Regions from separate parts of the Podarcis muralis genome. Here region 2 is linked to region 1. Evidence: chromatin contacts called from public Hi-C data. All regions are on one chromosome and are shown on one strand. The core of a region is the stretch at or near the end of the contact, and the rest is flanking DNA. Distances in the headings are between cores, read along the strand shown. Region 1 holds the start of KDM4C (lysine demethylase 4C). Region 2 holds the start of BRD10 (bromodomain containing 10).

Region 1 (4,737 bases), core at 802-3,301:
AATCAAGTGAGATACAATTCTGTTAAATAGTAACAAATAACAGTAAACCTTAGCTTACTGGGGGGGGTGGTGTATGCATGTGGAGGGCGATGCCTGGAATCTCCAGGGAATAAAACAACCTGCAACTGTAAAACTTTGTAAACCGCTTTGTAAAAAAACAAGCAGTGTATAATTTTTTATGAATTCATGTCCCCCCAAAATGGCACCCTGTTGCCTAGAAGCTAGATTCCCAATATATGGGGGGAGAGGGTCATTATGGTTAATCATTCAGCGTATGCTTAAAAGCACAACCATTTCTCTTATTTCCTCACATGTTCTGGCGCTAATAACAATGAATTAGGAAAACCTAATTAAAATGTATTGCTAACTTCCTGGAGAAAACCCTGTTTTACGTACCTCAGGAACAGCCTGGTATGGCAGTTTAAGAAGTGTGGAGGCTGTCCAAGGAGGGCGGATTAATCGCAATTAAGGGTCACCCACTGCTGTTTAGCACCGAAGGCCTTCTGGCAGTTCCCAGTGCCAGAAGTTACAGGGAACCAGGCAGAGGGCCTTCTCTGTGGTGGCACCCTCCCATCATATGTCAAGGAGATAAATAGCTATACAACTTTTAGGAAACACCTGTATCAGGAAGCTTTTAATGTTTGGTGTTGAATGAATGAATGAATTTATTTATTTGAGTCACAGACCAGAAATATGGAGATATACAGCAATAGAGAACATGTAAATATACATAGGTTAAAATCATAAGCTCTATAAGTTTATCAGAGTTTTATCAGAGTAAATAACACAGATACGAAACAATTAAAATATGCAACTGACAACCTTAACCGCTAATTCAAAATATGTGTGTTAAGACATTGGCCATTAGAGTCATTCGGAGCTTGTCTCCTTAGTTTTATAGCGGCAGCACAGAATGTGGCCACTTTTAAGGGAATCTCTGGCTCCCTGTCCCTTCTATTAGACATTTTAAGCAGCTGTCACCAGATCTGCTTAGGGTCCGTTGCATGCCTGGAGCGGAAAGCAGCGAATGTTATGTCCCCATAGTAATGACAATATTGACAGGGCAGGAGTAACAGTTTCAACTTTCTTCAAAGCACGTGGGAATATGGTTTACCTCCAATTCTGCCTTGCGGATTATTTATTTATTGAGTGGTTTATATACAAGGTGATTCATAATGAAGTATAGAGTTTCCATTTATAGCGAATGGAAACTGTATACTATATTATGACTCACCCTGTATATAATATGTGTGTATAATATTTTGAATGTTTTATGTAGTTTTTCAGTTTCATTGTTCTGCATGGGACAATGACAATAAAGATATCGTCTATGTATCGTATATATCGTGTGTGTGTTGGAAGCCGGCCTAGAGCGACTGGGCCAGGTGAGTTTCGTGCTCCTTTCTTACCTGCCTCCCCTATAGCCTCCCCATCAGCTCTGCCCGGCCTCTCACCTCCAGCTAACCGGGCGAGGGCCCCCTTCTTCTCCCCGCCACCGGCCGCCTCAGCTGCCGCGCGCTGCGCCTCACGCCGGTTCAGCCAAACCGAACTGGCGGCTACAGCGGCACCTCACGAATCCCGCACGCATGCGCACAGCCTCTTGCTGCCAAACAGGAGCTCGCGCTCCCTTGCCTCGGAGTCTTGAAGGTCTGCCGCGTTGTTAACCCTCTCGCGGCTGCGGGGGGAATGAGGAGGAGGAAACCATCGCGGGGGGGGGGATCTCTGAGGTGGGAGAGGGAAACAACAACGACGACGACGACGTCGTGCGCCCAGCATAGAGCCGCCAACTCTTGTTGTGGGGGAAACACACCCACCCCACGTGGCGACCCCACGACGTCCACCACCACTGGCTTTCCCTTCCGCACTCCACCCCTCTCCCACCCCCGCCTAATTCCCCGCCTCATCCTCCTCAAGTCGCGAGTCTCCTTCGGTCACGTGGCCTCCGAGGCAGGAAACCCCGCCGCCGCCGCGTTCTGGCGTCACGTGACGCCACAGCGTTTGCTCGCGGCGGACGAGAAAGAGCAGAAGAAGAAAAAAAAAGTGGGTGGGAAGGTGTGGGAGGAGGAGGAAGCCCTTCGCCGACAGAGGTGCGCGTGCGCGGCCCGTAGCTGTCATTCCGCGTACATTAGAACAACAAGTCCCCACCAAAACGAGGAAAAAGGGGAGGGGAGGGGAGGGGAGGGGGGGGGACGAGCGCGAGCCAGCGCGCGCGCGCGCAAAGAGTTGCCGCCGCGGTCGGAAGCTTTCCGAGGAAGTGCGGTGAGGTCTTAGCAGCAGCAGCAGCAGCAGCAGCAGGAGGGCTCCTCGCTTCCAACCCCCCTCCCTTCCCTCTCCCGCGCTGTTAACCCCCTCGTGCCCGGCGAACCAAGGCGAGGCGAGGCGGCGTCGGCGCCTGAGGCGGAGGAGGGAAAAGGTATATCCGGGCATGGCGGGTGGTGGTGGATAGGAGGGACGGGGAGGGGTTTGCCGTGCGTCTCGTGAGGGGAGTAACAGGTGGAGAGAGGGGCGGAGGGCGGGGGGGGGGGTCTCCGGAGGATGGGCTGCCGGGGGTGGGGCCCTGGGAGGAAGAAGGTGTCTCCGGAGGCCCTGAGGGAAGGAGGCTTTGCTGTGGCAGCTGAGCGCCTTGAGGGGCAGGGAAAGGTGGGCAGCGCAGCGCCGAGGGCCGGTGTTGTGAGGGGGGGAAATATTTGGGGGTTGGGTGGAGGTCGCCGTGGGGCCTGGCAGGAGGGTGGGCCGGGGGGGCCTCTGAGGGAAAGGTGCTGCTCCAGGCAGTGGGGCGAATGGCTGGCCCCACTGCCTGGAGCAGGGGGTTGGACTCGATGGCCCTTGTGGTCTATTCCAACTCTATGATTCTATGGCCAAGAGGGCGACGACGGGCCCTTCTTCCATGGCCAAAGTTGGCTCTGGCAGGGTTGAGGCGCTTGGTGTCCCTGTGGATGGGGGAGGAAAAATAAGAATAAAAATAACACCGAACAAAATGCTGGGAAATGCCCGCTTGGGTAGGAAGGGACAGCAGCAAACAGCAGGTTTCGTTTCCTTGGGACTTGAGAGTCTATGGCCGCCACACACAGGAAAGCCAACCCTTTTGAGGTGCAGCTGGCTCTTTCGCCCTGGGTTTCAGTTTAAAAGAAAAACAACAACAACAAAAAGAAACATATCACGGTGTTTACTTTTAGATTGCATTCCTGGAATAATGAAAGTACTGAGTCATCTATAGGCTTCCTCCAAGGGTCATGTGTAAGCTGCCAGAACTGGGTGACCACAGCTGTTGTTACACTTGACTTTGCAAGAAGTTTCCAGATGTGTCTCTCATGCGAAATGTTTGCGGGTTCCTTATTGGTTTTGAAATGTTTGGTGTTGTAAAATCTCGTACTGTAATTCTCAGAAACTGAGAAATGTAAAAAACCTTAAAAAACCCCCCACCTTTTGTTCCCCACTCCTTGCTTGAAAGTTATCATACGCTAAACTAGTAGCAAGGCATCTCCTGTGTAGCTGTATCAGAGTATGATAATTGATTGTTATCTAGTGATGTCCCCCAACAGTAGCTGAAGCTCATGTTGTGTAACCAGAATGTGGTCTGTTGCTATATTATTGAAACAGCAGTCATGGCATAATCAACATAAACCGCATAATGGCTAACCATTGAACTTTCAGTGAGCCTTTTTAGTTTGTGAATGTACAAAGTTTTGTACATTATAATCCACAATATTTGATGCCACAATCTATTAAACTTAAAAGTGTCACGAGACTTGTTTGTTAGGACATTTCCAAACTCTCTTTATACACGTTGTCACCTGACTGATGCAAATAATCCCTTGTCCAGGTGTATTCTCAGTTCTCAAGATGCAGTCCTTTGCTTCTGCAGAATTGTGTAGCTCCACCCCTATTCCACCCATTCCTGGACTGCAATTTAATAGTCTGAGAACTCTCCCACTCAAAACAGTGGAGTGCATATAAGACCGACAAAAGTAAAAAACTCCAGCAAAAGTTTTTGTTTAAAAAAAACTTCCGTTAATATAGATATATATATTTATATGTTTCTTTGGAGCTTGCATTTTCCAAAAAATATGCTAAACTCAAATTTTAAAGAAAATTGTGAGCAAACTGCTACATTTTTCTCTTCCTCTGCAATTCTAGTTCCCGTGTATTGTATCATGCTATCATGCGACTGGCAGGTGCCAAGAATGAAATCTAGATGCAGTTTTATCAGTAAGAAGGCTGAGGCAGTCACCTTAGGTAGCTTATTTTTGGTGCCATTAAGGGTGGCAGAATGAGAGGGAGACAAATCTGTTCCTCGGGCACAATTCACTCTACAAGTCTTGATGAAATGGAGAAAGGTGTGCAGCAGTATGTTCATGAGTGCGCTTGGGAGTGTTGTTTGGATCTTCTGCCTCAGGCATGGGTCAGCCCTGATAAAATCCAGGTTCAACCCTTCAGATAATGTACAAGCTCAGTCAGAAACAGTGTTTCTACTTATTTATGAAAATTGAGCTGGTGTGAATTGAGCATCACTCTCTTTCTGCAGGGTGAGGGTTTTGGTGTATTGCTTTTTACAAGGACGAAGGCAATGTGTTTTCCTTTTGCTAATCCATCCACCGGTGGGCCCCTGGGAGTGGTGAAATGCTCTTTCTTTGCTTGCTTTATGTGGGTCATGTAGATCTGAAACCTTGCATATGAAGTCACAGTTATGCCAGTCAATGTCTCTATTATCATTCTGTTACCTAAATGTTTTAGAAA
Region 2 (4,737 bases), core at 1,165-3,664, 140 kb before region 1:
CCCTTCTTATAGCAACAAGCTAATTTTAAAGGGAAGGAGTTAATAATAATAAAAATGATTTCTTAACATAAGAGGAAGCAAATTAAAATTTTAGTAGTTAAACCTTGTAATGAACTTCAAGAACATTTTGTCTTCCATTATGATCCCACCACACACACAATCAATCATACCCTTTTACTCAGGTGTAGCTTCTGAGCTCTTGTTCTACATTCCTAAGCCGATGAACATTTTCAATTCATTCATAGTCTGTTGCTATATTTTTAAAGCCACATAAACAATTTTTCACTACATCCTAAGCATGTTTCCTCAGAAGCATGTGTCATTGTTTTCAGTGGGACGTACTCTGAGATAAGTGTGCATTATGTCTTCAGCCTAATGCTAACATCCACAAAACCCAAGGCATTACCTCATCAGGACTAGGATTTCATTTTAATGGTTAAATTCAGACCCTAAATCCAGTTTTCAATTTCAGGACAACAGGTCCCCTACATACAGACTCAGGGAATTGGGTTTAAAGAAACCTAAACCCTTTAACCTCCCTTTTTAGAAATTAAAACAATTAACAGATATTGTCTATTTGGAAGTAATATTGTCATTTACTCTAAGTATACATGCTACAAAAAAGGTAACATGCTGCTAAAAATGAAAACAAATGCTTTCAGTACATGTTAACAACCAAACACATACATGTTTACTAAGAAGTTTCTCTTTATTCCAATGGAACTTACTTCCAGGTAACTGTGCACATGTTAGGCATGATCCTATACATACTAGCCCTGGAGCAATCTCACTGAATTCAATAGAAGTTACTACTAAGCATTCATCCACAAGTCTGCACTACAAGTAGATTATCACCTTGAATGAGTTTGTGCCAAAGATTTGCAGCACCATCTTAAACATGTTTACGGGTAAGGAAGCCCACCGAGTGCAATGGTACTTACTTCCTACTAAACGTCCTTAGGACTGTAGCCACAGAAATATAGGTAATACATTAAAGAATAGATTTCTACGTGAATTGTGGCAATACATAACATTTCACAAGAAGGACAACTCTACACTTTCCTTTTCGGTGTTCCTTAAGAGTCAGTGTGGTATACAGTCAGAGGTTAGAGTGCTGGGCTAGGACTTGAGAGACCTGGGTTCAAACCCTCCCTCAGTGGCTAAAGTACTCCCAACACTAGCCTACCTCACGGGGTTGTTGTGAGGATAAAATAGGGAGAAGGCTGAGCTCCTAAGGAGTGAAACTGATGACAACAACCCAGACAGGAAGAAGCTCGGCCCATCACCATCACACCTTACCGAGACAGCAGCGCCAGCTTCTGCTCCAGCATCATCTCCAACTTCTGGGCCTGCTTGGAGAGCCAGTGATCCACCCCGTGCAGCCGGTAGCACGTCTCTAGCATCAGCCGGAAATCGGCCACGAAATCCGCGATCCCTTTGTACTGGCCGGAGGAAAACTTCTCTTCCATCTTCAGCAACCACATCCCAGAGAGTGGCGGTGGAGGATCTTGGCTGGACGGATCCTGGGAAGAAGAAGAGGAGGAGGAGGAGCCGGCCGATCCACTTTGCAGCCCCCCTTCAGCCTCCTGCTGGCTTCCTCCTCCGAAAGGTCTCAGGAAAGGAGCTGTCAGGGGCCGGTGCTTTTCCAGCAGGAACTCGCTCAGGATCCGGCGCGCCTGCTGCAGCTCCGGGCTCAGGCTCTGCTCCCAGCCGCCGCCGGCCCCTTCTCCTCCGGCCGCTTCTTGGAGCGGGCACCCAACCGGCGCCGGGTCCGCTGCAGCTACGTCCTCCGGAGGCTCCATGCCGCCTTCCTCTTCTTCTTCCTCCTCGCCGCCGCCTTCCTCCTCCTCCTCCTCTTGGCCCTCGGGCTGCGCCAGGTTCATGCCCCGATGCCGCCGGCCCTGACGCCGAGGCTGCCGGCGACGGGCATCCGACGGGCTCCCCGCTTCTCCTCGCTTAGGCCGGCCGCCGCCGCTACTCTGTGCCCGGCATGAAGCCCCTCACGGCGGGGTATATACAGGGCTGTCCACCTGTGGCGGCAGGTGGCGGCAGCAGCAGCCGCGCTCCCCGGCCTCGGACCCCGGAGAGGAGAAGAAGGAAGACGGCTGGGGAAGCCGCCGCCGACACCGCCCCCCTCTTGCCCGGCGTGCGGGACCTGCTGCCGGGCTGCCCCCTTCCGCTAGAAGCCGGCGGAGGCGAGGCCTGCTGGTTCCCCTCACGGCGCTCGAGCGCCCGCGGCGTTCGCTGAGGGACGCGGCCGAAGCCGGTCGCGCTGTCAGTTAAGCGGGAGCGGGGAGGGGGGGGGGCTGCTGCTGCTGCGGCTGCCAGACCTGAGCTGTCCCCTCCCCCCCGCCACAGACAAGAGGCAGAAAGGGTGGGGGAAAGGGAAAAAGAGTGGCCTCTTGAGGAAACTGCGCATGCGTGGCGGAGCCAGGCTGCGCGTTTTGTTTTGGACGCCAGCTGCGGGGTTTTCGTCATCAAGGAGCGACGGGAAGGGAGGGGAGGGGGCGGGCAGGTAGGCAGGCGGTAGAGTAGCACTGCGCATGTCCGCTCAGGGTCATTTAAAGGGAGCTCACGGAGAAGCTGCTGGGCTCGTCATACGTGTATTAAGATTCAGTTGGAAAATGCAACAAAGATCTCTTCGTCAGGGGTGGCATGCGGCTGGTTGTTTTGGGGGCTGAGTTCCAATAGTCTCTCTGCAATTTCGGAGGTGTGCCGTCTTCAATGGTTGGGTGGAGGGAGCGGCATTTGTCATCAAAGCCCGTCGACTTGGGATTTTCGGTTTTTTTTGCATCCATTGCAGTCTTGCGATGGGGAGAAATGGGGGGCAGACTCACGTTGCGTTTGCGGGAAGGTTTTGAGGAATGTGCAGAAGTGTGTTGTTTTTGGGAGCGCGATTAGCTCCTTGTCCAGTAGGTGGTGGTCGCAGCTTTGTGCAGCTTTGCCACGCAGTATTAGATTATTCACTCATGTTTCAAGACTTTCTTGGCAGAAAACCCCATTGATATCGGTAGGATGTCTTCAGAGTAGACGCTATTAGGATTGTGGTGGCAGTGGAAGAGTTATTTATGCCGGGAACTGAAAGATGTATCAGTGTAGTCCATATCAGATTTAGTGTTTAGCTGAATATGTTTATTTAGAGGTAAAAAGGTGTGGGTTAAACCACAGAACCTAAGACTTGCCGATCAGAAGGTCGATGGTTCGAATCCCCACAACGGGGTGTGCTCCCGTTGCTTGCTCCCTGCTCCTGCCAACCTAGCAGTTCGAAAGCACATTAAAGTGCAAGTAGATAAATAGGTACTGCTCCAACAGGAAGGTAAACGGCGTTTCCGTGTGCTGCTCTGGTTCGCCAGAAGCAGCTTAGTCATGCTGGCCACATGACCCAGAAGCTGTACACCGGCTCCCTCGGTCAATAAAGCAAGATGAGTGCCGCAACCCCAGAGTTGGTCACGACTGGACCTAATGGTCAGGTGTCCCTTTACCCTTTACCTTTAAAAAGGTAAAGGACCCCTAACCGTTAAGTCCAGTCATGAATGACTCTGGGGTTGCAGCGCTCATCTCGCTTTACTGACCGAGGGAGCCGATGTTTGTCCACAGACAGTTTTTCCGGGTCATGTGGCCAGCATGACTAAGCCGCTTCTGGCGAAACCAGAGCAGCGCATGGAAACGTCGTTTACCTTCCCGCCGGAGCGGTACCTATTTATCTACTTGCACTTTGACATGCTTTCGAACTGCTAGGTTTGAATAGCAGCTATTTTTCTAGAAAAGGAGGTGCTGGTACTCCCTATGAATCCCTCCCTCGTTCACATAGAATGGCAGTGTTGCTCGCCTGAGAGGTGCCGGAACTGAGTTCCATTGAGCTCCTGCTGAAGAAATGCCCTGGGTAGTAGGCTGCAAAGAATCATAAAACTTAAACTCCTTTCATATAAGTGTATCAGCACACACTCCACCCTAGCTTTGCTACATGTAACAATACATAATATTGTATGTTAACTGCTCCACAACTTTTATTTGTTTATCCGAATTCTTGCCCACTTTCAGTAAAACCTCAAATCAATATTTATTTTTAAAATTTTCTACCCTGCCCCTCCTCCCAAAGGAAGTGGAGAATGGTAAACACCAAAAAAGGGGACGGCACAGTTTTCAACTACATTATGAATGTTCAGATATGCTCACAACTAAGCTTGGCGTAAAAAACCCTTATTAAATTTGGGTGAGAATCAAGAGCAGCACAATTAAAGCCTGACAGAATAACAAACTAAAGGTGCCTGTAAAAAAAGGGGGGTTCTTTAGTTGGAAGCAAAATCTCATAATGGTTGTCGTATCTGAAGGGTTGGGTGCACCCATAAAGGGGAATCCATAACAGTTTCCTATACACCTAGAATATCCTATGTTTGACATTCTGGTCTGCCAGTATTTATGGTTGCCCTTGAACCTACCTCTCTTAAGTCTTCCCCATGTGCTAGAGGACTTGGAGAAGTGGGTGATCGTTCTCACTTTGTTGGTCTTTGCAAAAGACAAAGTGTGTGCTAATATAAAGCCATTGGGGCAGTCACTGGGAGACTCGGAGCATGGTGTCATTATATTGATGATGCTCAGTTCTATTTATCTGTTACATCTGAATCAAGTAAGGTCATGTGGGTCCTAGACCAGTTTCAGATTACAATGGGAGGCTAGATAAGGCCCAAAAAACTTGAACTCAATTCCAGGAAGAGACCCTGTTTGCAAGTGGTTGTC

What was found. Hi-C and Micro-C count contacts between places; a contact is called where the count stands out from the background.
Region 2: a Hi-C map of tail shows a contact between it and region 1, with 4 times the contacts expected there. The contact joins the promoter of BRD10 here to the promoter of KDM4C in region 1. A contact is called at or near these places in 2 of 3 Hi-C or Micro-C datasets (blood and tail).

Annotation. Positions count from the first base shown.
Region 1 is chr17:21,720,110-21,724,846 of rPodMur119.hap1.1, reverse strand. It overlaps KDM4C (lysine demethylase 4C), which reads left to right and starts at 2,051. Exons shown (of 24, transcript XM_077921529.1): 1 at 2,051-2,413.
Region 2 is chr17:21,859,393-21,864,129 of rPodMur119.hap1.1, reverse strand. BRD10 (bromodomain containing 10) reads right to left here and starts at 2,414. Exons shown (of 7, transcript XM_028711567.2): 1 at 1,300-2,414. The coding sequence starts at 1,883.